Regions from separate parts of the Danio rerio genome. Here region 2 is linked to region 1. A link is a contact called in public Hi-C data. All regions are on one chromosome and are shown on one strand. The core of a region is the stretch at or near the end of the contact, and the rest is flanking DNA. Distances in the headings are between cores, read along the strand shown.

Evidence for each region. A called contact is a pair of places that touch in the nucleus more often than the background predicts.
Region 2: a Hi-C map of fibroblasts shows a contact between it and region 1, with 4 times the contacts expected there. The contact joins two enhancer-like sites. A contact is called at or near these places in 3 of 18 Hi-C or Micro-C datasets (caudal fin, embryo and fibroblasts).

What each region holds. Positions count from the first base shown.
Region 1 is chr16:45,016,904-45,022,279 of GRCz12tu, reverse strand. si:dkey-22o22.2 reads left to right here. Exons shown (of 36, transcript XM_073926494.1): 33 at 1,469-1,649; 34 at 3,555-3,808. Among named protein-coding and RNA genes, the nearest start is that of ccne2, 29 kb to the right of the region's middle. Within about 2 kb of position 3,634, at least 5 of the 62 cell types and tissues checked have an H3K27ac peak or open chromatin away from gene starts, as enhancers often do.
Region 2 is chr16:45,341,382-45,346,514 of GRCz12tu, reverse strand. All of the region lies in intron 2 of si:dkey-22o22.2, which reads left to right. Among named protein-coding and RNA genes, the nearest start is that of gbp, 28 kb to the left of the region's middle. Within about 2 kb of position 2,539, at least 26 of the 62 cell types and tissues checked have an H3K27ac peak or open chromatin away from gene starts, as enhancers often do.

The DNA of each region.
Region 1 (5,376 bases), core at 2,385-4,884:
TTAAACTAATTTGTTTGTTTTCGGTAATGATGATAGCGCGAGAAATAATTGATTAGCCATCAAATTATCATCACATAATGAAATAGATTGAGGTGATTTGTTCTCTAGATTGTTTTCTAATAATTCAGCAGACTTATACTATGGTTTCCACACCCACAGACATTATTTAGGTCTTCTATTTCAGGACATTTGTTGTGACTATTTTGGTGTAGATTTTTCTCCATCTCATTCAAACATTTAGATTTTAAGTTGTAGATTGTAACTGTGTTTTTCTCTGAAAATAATTGAACCATTCATTTCAGGTTTTCCAGTCTCTTCTAATGTTCAAATGAGTAGATTCAGGAGTGTTTAAATAGGAAGAGGTTGAAAATGTGCCTTCAGGAACAGTGTTGGGAAATACTACTTTAAAGGACAGTTTTCTATTCATCCAAAAATCCTACAAAAAAGATCATAGTTTCCTTGAAAATGTGAAGGAAGTTATCTACACTGCAAAAAAATGCTTTTCTTACTTAGATTTTTTGACTTGTTTCTAGACCAAATATTTGAAAATTCCTAAATCAAGAAGAATTTTCTAGACAAGCAAAACATATTGTCTTGTTTTTAGAAATAATATGCCAATATTAAGTGAGTTTTTACTTAAAACAAGCCAAATAATCTGCCAATAGGGTAAGCAAAATAATCTTACGTCAAAAGAAAAAACAAGATTATTTTGTTTACCCCATTGGCAGATTATTTTGCTTGTTTTAAGGAAAATCTCACTTAATATTGGCATATTATTTCTCAAAACGAGACAATATGTTTTGCTTGTCTAGAAAATGCCTCTTGATATAAGAAATTTTAGATATTTAGACTAGAAACAAGACAAAAAATCTAAGCAAGAAAAGCATTTTTGCAGTGTAGCTTATTTCTCACAGATATAATACATGACTTGAGCACGAAATGAATTAAAATGATTTCAGAAGGATTGTTTGGATCCCAATCCCAATTTAATTCTTAAAACTTTCAAGAACACCAATATATAAATAAAAAAATAAACATCTCATACACTGCAAAAAAAGTTTATTTTCTTACTTTGATTTTTTGTCTTCTTTCTATACCAAATATCTAAAAATTCTTAAATAAAGAAGAATTTTCTACACAAGCACAGTTTTTCCTACAAACAAGCAGAACAATCTGCCAATAGGGTAAACAAAATAATCTTATTTCAAAAGGGAAAACAAGATTGTTTTGCTTACCCCATTGGCAGATTATTTTCCTTGTTTTAAGGAAAAACTCACTTAATATTGGCATGTTATTTCTGAAAACATGACAATATTTTTTTCTTGTCTAGAAAATGCTTCTTGATATAAGAATTTTTAGATATTTGGACTAAAAAGAAGACAAAAAAATCGAAGTAAGAAAAGCATTTTTTGTTGTGTACTGTACCTAAAGCATTTCATAGAGTGATTAATGACTTGTTATCCTGCAGGCTGTATGCGGGATGTAAGGCTGAATGGTCATTCTCTATCGCTGGATGGTCAGAGCACAGAGTTCAGTACTGTACTGGAGCGCCGTGGTGTCGTACCCGGCTGCCACTCAGACGCCTGCAGCGCCAAACCCTGCCTGAGCCCGCTGTACTGTGTCGACATGTGGAGGAAACACGAGTGCAGGTTTATACTCACACGTTTACACACACACAATATTAACACAATTATAACAGGACGACAAGATTTCTGATTACATCAACCTGGCATTCTGGCATTTTACACAGTCATTCCAATAAACTAAAATCACATTAAGACTTGTAGTTTTCTTATTTTAGTTGCTTCGTCATAACGCATTATAAGATCACTATTGCCATCATGTAGCACTTTTGTTGCATTTTGCGACAGAATAAACACACGGAAATGGTCAACAGTTTGACAGCAAACAAAAAAAGCAAGAATGTAAGCAAGAATTTGCATCCACTTTCATCTGTTTGCACATTTAGTATGACAAATAATAAACTGCATTTGAAGCTTTTATACTTTAAAAAATGAAACACTAAACTGTTAATGGTACCAAAATGAACACATTGACATATGACTGACATGACAATGACATTTCAAGTGTTCACACTTAGGGTGCTTTCACACCTGTGAATCGATTAGTTGTTCCGAAACAGAGATTACAAATGTTACATTGTTGCTCTTTGCTCTTGGTGCGGTTCGCTTTCACATTGCAAAGTTTCTAATCGGACCAAAAGAGCTAAAACAAGTCTCGTGTGAGTAAACTCTCTTCACATTGGTCAGAGTGTCAGAGTTTATTTTGCAGCGTCCCGCTCAGCTGTCAGGAGAGGTGGTGGTTTGATGGTGATTGACAGGGTGCGCGCGCGATGTGTCTGAGGAGAGATGCGGTGGGGAGGGGTGAGAAGGATGCGCGACGTAGCCTATTTGAGAAGGAGATCATCACTCGTTTGCGGGCATCCGGAGACTCGCGAAACTTCCCGCCCTACTCATAATTCTCTCTTCATATAGCCGTATGCCTATTACATATCCATAAAACACTGTGATATAACCGCGCTCGGATCGGATCGCTTTCTCACTGTAATCGAACCGCTCCAGGGTTCGTTTCAATCGAGCTAAGACCACCTCATTCAAGCGATCTCGGAGCGATTACTTTGGCGCAGAACAGAGCGCAATTGCCCTGTTCAAATATGCCAAACGAACCACGCTAACTGGGCAATCGAGACACGTTCCGAAACAAAAGTGTAGGTGTGAAAGCACCCTTAGCTGATTATTGATAATAAAGCACATTTGGCATGCTGTCCCGGGAGAATATCCTCAGAATATCTTCGAGCCCAGGGCTCCCTCCCCTTTGAAGGGCGAGAGGAAAGTTTGAGCTCAGGTAGATCTCGAGAACCTGTTATTCTTGGCTCTCAGCCCTGCTAGCTCAGGACTACGTAAGCGACTGTTTTCACACCACAGTCACTTTATAGTTGCAACTTCTAAGTGTTTACATGCATTGTCATGATGGTACATTAACTTGATAATATGTTACTCACTCACCTGAATGCCTTTCAAAGATATAGCTTCATATGAGTATTTACCAGGCACGTGCACACATAGGGCTCAACCTGTGCTGTGCACATGCCCTTTTTAGTCTTGGATAGAAAGTGCCCTTCCAAAATGATCAAAAGTGCCCCCGCGAAGCGGCACACCTTCGGTCCAGCCCTTCAGTAGGCGCGCGACAACACCGCTCTTGAGTACCCGCGCGACAACACAGCTGATCAGTACGCGTGCGATAACACCGCTCTTCAGTACACGCGCATCCACTCTGCAGATCTGCAGCAATTCCCCCCCCCCAAGCTATAATGGAAGTCAATGGTGCAAAAACAGCCACCAACATAACAAAGGGGTAGTCAATTTGAACAGCACATATGGGTCAATCATAACATTGTTTTATTCAGAATAAAGTAAACAACTAAATTACAGATATCAATGTAAACATACCCACTCTCACTGTCTACCTTCATGTAATCTTCCTCTTTCTCTCTTTCTCTCTTTCTCTCTCTCTCTCTCTCTCTCTCTCTCCAGGTGTCCAGCCAATCAGGTCGCAGTGCTGGATGAGGTCACGGGTCTTATGCGTTGCGCTCCGTCCCCCTGCAGTGCCAGTACATGTCGTAACGGTGGCACCTGTTTAGCTCACTCCACTAAGAGCTACCAGTGCCGCTGTCCAGAGGGCTTCAGGGGTCAGTGGTGTGAGATCGGCCAGCTCAAATCTCTCCGTCTCGCTGCGCTCAGTCCCAGCTCCATCCTGGCCATCAGCATGTGTCTCCTCGTCTTTTTTGGTAACTATCAAGAAATTGTCAAACACACATATGTTCTTATGAAGTCTTAGTAATCAATCGCAATATTTCTATCCAACTGATTTCACGCAGATTTTGGTATACTGCAAGGCAATACACAATGGTAATTTAAAGTGCTTTACATTAAACATGAATAAAAGAAACAATGCAAGTAAAAGACACAAAAATAACAAACAGCAAACTATTTTTTTGTTGTTTACTGAATAAAAACTTCATTTAAAATGCATTTATATATATATATATATATATATATATATATATATATATATATATATATATATATATATATATATATATATATATAAACTTTTTAAATGAAGTTTTTATATATATATATATATATATATATATATATATATATATATATATATATATATATATATATATATATATATATACTCCATTTAAGTAGACCCTTTTTACAGTTTAAATTAAGGAAATGTGTAAATAATGATTCTTAATAAACACAAACACACTTAATTGTGTCATTCTGTTTTTACAGTTTAGCTCAGATCACAAGTGGTGTACAGTAGAGATCTGTGCAGGACTTAATTTTGAATCCTGCTCCTGCCCGCTCCTGCTAGGTTTTAGTCTGAACCCGACCGCTCCTGCTTATGTTCAGCATTTGTTGGCCTGCTGCTCGACCTGCCTCGTTTTCTACCTGACACAGCCGCGCACATATACACTCTTGATGAGCTTATACACTTTTGATTGCTTTCAGAGGTGGTAAAACCCAGACTATTGACTGGATTTCTTCATTTCAGTCATTTGGTTAAATGTAGGGCAGCAAGAAGGTTGCTGTTTTGAGTCTTGGCTGGACCAATTGGCATTTCTGTGTAGACTTTGCATGTTCTCCCCATGGTTGTTTGGGTTTCCTCCAGGTGCTTTGGTTTCCCACACAGTCCAAAGACATTATTAGCAGGGCTTAATTTGTGCTGGAACACACCCTATCTGGCACCTCTGAAATCTGATCCGGCACCTCATTTTACCGACTCCCCTCCTCAACCGCCCTCCTCCCGCTATTCACTTTCACTTTTTTCCGCGACTCCCCAACACTCTTCACTTTTGCCCACCACACCCCTGCTCCATCCAACACTCCACACTAGTTGAATTGAATGAAGCAAATTGACCATAGTTTATGAGTGTATGTGTGAATGTGAGAGTGTATGGGTGTTCCCCAGTAATGGAAGGGCATCTGCTGCGTAAAACATATGCTAGAATAATTAGTGGTTTATTCTGCTGTGATGACCCCTGATAACTTAAGGGAATTAGCCGAAGGAAAATGAATGAATGCTCCTTACTGCCCACTTTAAAACCAGACAGGGTTTAGACTTTAGCATCAGAAATCAAATGTTTGAGCAAAATGCACCTTTACCAGTCATAATTGGATAGCATAAATGTGTTTGGGGTTGTTTCGCAGCTATCAGTGCCGGAACGAAAGCTAATTCACTCTATGTCTTTTCTATTGGCTAAGTTTGTATTCGTATGTAAATTGTGCAGGCTTATCTTCAAATATTTGATGGAAAAAGCAGAAAAATCTTACACATTCT
Region 2 (5,133 bases), core at 1,290-3,789, 330 kb before region 1:
CAGTTCAGCAGAATGCAAAACTTGAGATGCAAGTTAGCGGATTGACAAAATGTAAGAAACAGACTATATATAATTTACTAATTGCTTTTACTACTACACATTTTGTTGAATGTTTAGGTGTAAAAGATGAGATGTCCAATTTGTCTGCATCAAATTAAATACACAAAAAATATTTAATATAGGATTTATATAATGTTTCAAATAACATGAAACGTGAGAATAAAATGCTGGTTCAGGGTGTCTGCAGGGTCGTAAAAAGTCTTAAAATGTCTTATATTTTAAACAAAATTTTAGGCCTTAAAAAGTCTTAAATTCACTGAAAAATTGTGTTGTATGTCTTAAATCATTTTAAACAGGTCCTAATTTCTCTATGTCCAAGTAACTATTTTAAGGATGGGAAAATACAGTTCAGTAGCAAGAAAACAGTTAGACAGATCATCTGCAGCGCAAAGATAAAGAATGAGCCTCCTCCATTCGGCCTCTTTACTTTCTCTTTACTTTACTTTTACTCTTTACTCCTTTACTTTAGAGGATAAGGAAACGGTGTTGTATGCACTGCACTGAAGACATTAATTAGCATACATATTTAGTTTCGTTTGTTAAGCACAAAGATTTATTTCAAAACTATTTTTAAATTCAGTTCTAATTTCCAGTGCTGGACTTGTCGATGTCGCTGCCTATTTCAGTTACTCAAAATGGTAATGCCCCAACAATGTGTCTTAACTAGCCTCCTTTTCAGACCAGAACACTCATGAGTCCACAAGGTGGTGCAAGTGGATCTGCTATTTAAACAAAGTGGCGCAAAACGTAAAAATTAGAGTTGCACTGGTCTGAAAAAGGCAACAAATCGCGACTTACTCTCTTGCACCTTATTGAGCCGGGTTTATGATAGGACCATTAAGATTTGTTTTGGGACAACTTAATTATTTGATGTTCAATCCACCTAAATTTGTAAGAATGATTAAGTTAACTTTATCTATTTATGTTGAGACAACATGAAGGAATTGTGTTGAACCCTGAATTATTTTTGCAATGTAGTGCAAAAGTCGAGAGAAAAGAGAAAAAATGGGAGAAAACAATCAAGTTTTTGCATGTCAGCTTTATCGAAGATTTATTAGAGGTCTTATTCATTGTGTGCTATGATCTGAAGTAACATAAATGATAAATGTCCGATTTGACAGTTGGCTTGGTGTGTTTTGTAAATACTGAAGACAGCAGATCCCTCATGTCATGATGAAGGCAGGGCGGACAGTAACGTGTTCAGTCATTGCCTGATGGTGTTTCCTGACACTCTCTCACTGACTCGAGCACAGCGTAAAACATGCACACTTATGAATGAGAGAAGAGCTGCCTCTCTTTAGACATGCACATGTCTCACGTACAACACACCTGCTTCTCTTCTGGCATGTGCAAGCATGTGTGTGTTTCCTTATAAGAAGCTGTTGGTTGTAATGCAGAAGAGCAACTTTTGACAGTTTAATTTTTGTTGTTGTTGTGTTGTTCTCAGAATACACTATAAAGCATATCTGTTAACTAACAGTTTGTAAAAGACATGTGGTATACAGTAGGTGAAATGGGGTAAGCTAAATTGTCCGTTTTGTGTGTGAATGAGTGTGTATGGATGTTTCCCAGTGATGGGTTGGAACTGGAAAGGCATCCGCTGCGTAAAACATATCCTGGATAATTTGGCGGTTCATTCCGCTGTGGCGACCCCAGTTTGATAAAAGGACTAAGCCAAAAAGAAAATGAATGAATTGATTTATTAAGAGTTTTAATAATAATTGAGTACAAATACCAACTGACGAGAACAGAAAATCAGCATATTAATATTATTTCTGAAAGATCATGTGATTCAGCAGTGAATCAGACAAATACATTACATTTTTAAATGTTCTCAATATTCATAATAGTATTTTTATTGTATTGTTTATCAATGACACCAACTGAAAAATAACCTTTCTTTTCTAGTAAAGGCCTAGTATTAAAGAGATTGGTCACCCAAATATTTTTATTGTTGCTGTTGAACACAAAAGAAGATATTGTGAAAAATGTTGTGGGGAAAAACAGCCACTCACTTCAATAGAAGTCTTTGTTCCTATGAATGCCAATGGCTGTCTTTTCCAAACATTCTTCAAAATATCTTCTTTTGTGTTCAACTCATATTCATAAAGGTTTAGAGCACTTGAATGTGAGGAAATCCTAATTTCTGAGTGAACTATCCCTTTAAAATGAAGTTATGTAATTTCAAAGAAATTGTATTTTCCAGTCTTCCACTGGTAAGCTAGTGGGGGACAAACAAAAGTGATTGTTCATGGAGAAAACGAAAGATCCCAAAGTGAATGCTGTCTTATGTTGTTCACACAAAGCCCTAATTAACCTAGTTTATGTTTACTCTCTGTGAAGTGATGTAGGTCGTGTAGTAACATGAGGCTTGGAAACACAGACTGAGGGAAATGTACTGCAGCTCAGCCACTCCCTGAGAAGAATGTTTGGTGTTTGGTTGTGCTTTGTTTTGAGTTTGCGAGCGACAAGCACGAGCTGCTTTCTCTAGCGCCATCTTGTGTTGTTTGTAAATCACTTCTGGGTGAAACTTTTTTAAGCTCTAATGTACAGTTCAGTTTAGGGCAGACAAAACAAAAGACAATTAACAAGAAATATAGCCTATACCTTTATTGTATATATAGTCAGTAAATTAATACAGTTTATTACTTTATAATCATGTATTAGTTCAAATAAATTTATCCATATTTATTCATATACAGTTTGAATGTATACGCGTATGACTATATTTAATATAAAAAACAATATAGACTTTATACAGATAAAAAAAAAACAAATATATATATATATGTATATATATATATATATATATATATATATATATATATATACATACATACATACATACACATATACATACATACACATATACATACATACATACATACATATATATATATATATATATATATATATATATATATATATATATATATATATATATATATATAAAACATGTATTATTATTAATATAATTTTTAATTATATAATTATACATTAATTAATTATGTATTGTGTATATATATCAATTTTGCGGGTAAAATCTGGACAAATCAAGTTCACGTTTAAATTGACAGGCTTTATTTGTCATTCTACCACACGTGTGGACATAAATTGGAAAGAAATGTTGTATCTCACAGGACCACAGTGCATAAATAAAAATAATCATACACATTAACACAATAGTGGCCATACGAACAATTTTTTTTTTTTACCTATACATACCACTAACTACCAACTATACATATACTAGAAATAGTTAGGTATACAGATAACCTAAGTCAGACACACACTTATGTAATACAGAACAATATTGTGCAAAATGTGTATTTTTAAGGGTGAAAAAGCAAGCGATGCAACATGATTTTTTGGTATTCAAAAGTAAACATTGTTTTCCTTATTGAGTTTTTGTACGTTTAAAAAAGTGTCTGGTGCATATAGAGAAGAGTGTTTTTACAGGTGGTTTGTCAAGCACACTCACCTCTGTGCATCACATTCAGAGTTGCACAATGTTGTATAGAGCAATTGTAAGAAAGTGTCTGGTGCATCGAGAGATGAAATAGCATGTTTTCAGGTGGTTTGTTCATCCCGTTCATCTGAGGCACATTCAGAATTGCATAATTCCTAAGGGGGAAGTATGGATCCTCATTTTGGTAGCTAGGTTTTGTAGATTTCAGCGGTGGGTAAGTTGAGAGTTCTAACAGCTTGTGGGAAAAAGCTGTTGAGTATCTAGCTGAGCGGGCTCTAATACTCTAAATGACTAAATGGTGGCATTTTGCAATACATATTTTACTATGACTTTTTAACTCTATATAGGGAACTAAATACTAAAACACTCCATAAAAAATCCCTTGTTTTTTGTGTTTGAATAGCTATAAAATATAATTATAACACACAGATAAATAAGTACTACAGTTAAAATGCATAGCTCAAGTGATTTTTCTTTCATCTTTAACTGCGTATGGCACTTTCTTTGTCTCTCATTTGCATTTCCATGATTGGATGATTTATAACACCAAGTGAAAATATTGTAACAGAAATGATATTACTGAGACTTGTACACAGCACCTTTTAACAATATACAATGCAATACTTTTTCCCTACGCATTTACACATCACCTTATAACTTGTATGTTTATAACAAATCTGTATATACAATTCAACATTCAGAGCTTTTTGACTAACTGCATCTCTGTTTAACGTGTATCGTATTTTTCATATTTATGTTGTGTCGTCACTTTATTTACACTGGAAGCTTCTGTAGCCAAAACAAATTCCTTGTGTGTGAATCACACTTATCAATAAAACTCATTCTGATTCTGAGACATATTTTACATCTAGGTTACTGATAAAGGGCACACTCTCAAATATCTGTATAAAACTTGACAATTAGACTACTTCTGTATGTTTTTGTAAAGTGTTGTTTGAGTTTTAAGAGTACTATTATTTCAATATACCATGCTGCAAATACTTCAGTGCATAGATTAGCTTACCTAAAAAACTAAGCTGAAAAGCTATAAAATAAGTACTCCAAATGTTGCACTTGCAGGCTCTACCAATGTCTTGTCTAATAGAAAGAATGAGGGATAAAATTAATGCTGAATAAAACAAAATGATATTGTTAAACCAGTCTTTAAATATTGAATGAGCCCCATGGATGACACTAGGGGCCGCTAAATGCTGTTGTAAAATCTTCATCACAACCCTTTCAAAAGCAGCACTAGAACACTAGATGGCACTACTTCCACACTAAACCATATTGTATCGTTTTAATTTTTTTATGTTCTTGTATACATATATCAGCTCATTTCACTTTAAGACCAACGACTAAATAAAAAAGAAAATATGCGTGGGAGGTTTTTTGAGGGTGGTTAATCACACATTAATAATGAATTATTCATTGTGCATAACTGCAGGGAAGGTGTCTGCACTGGTCGTGCTCTTTTTATGTAGGCTCAGTTGAATGATGCAATATCAGAGCCATGCAAGCTCTACAGCATCTATAGAAGTCACAGTCTGTCACACTGTAGCACAACATTTCCTGCAGGACGTCATCTCAGTCCTCTTGACTGA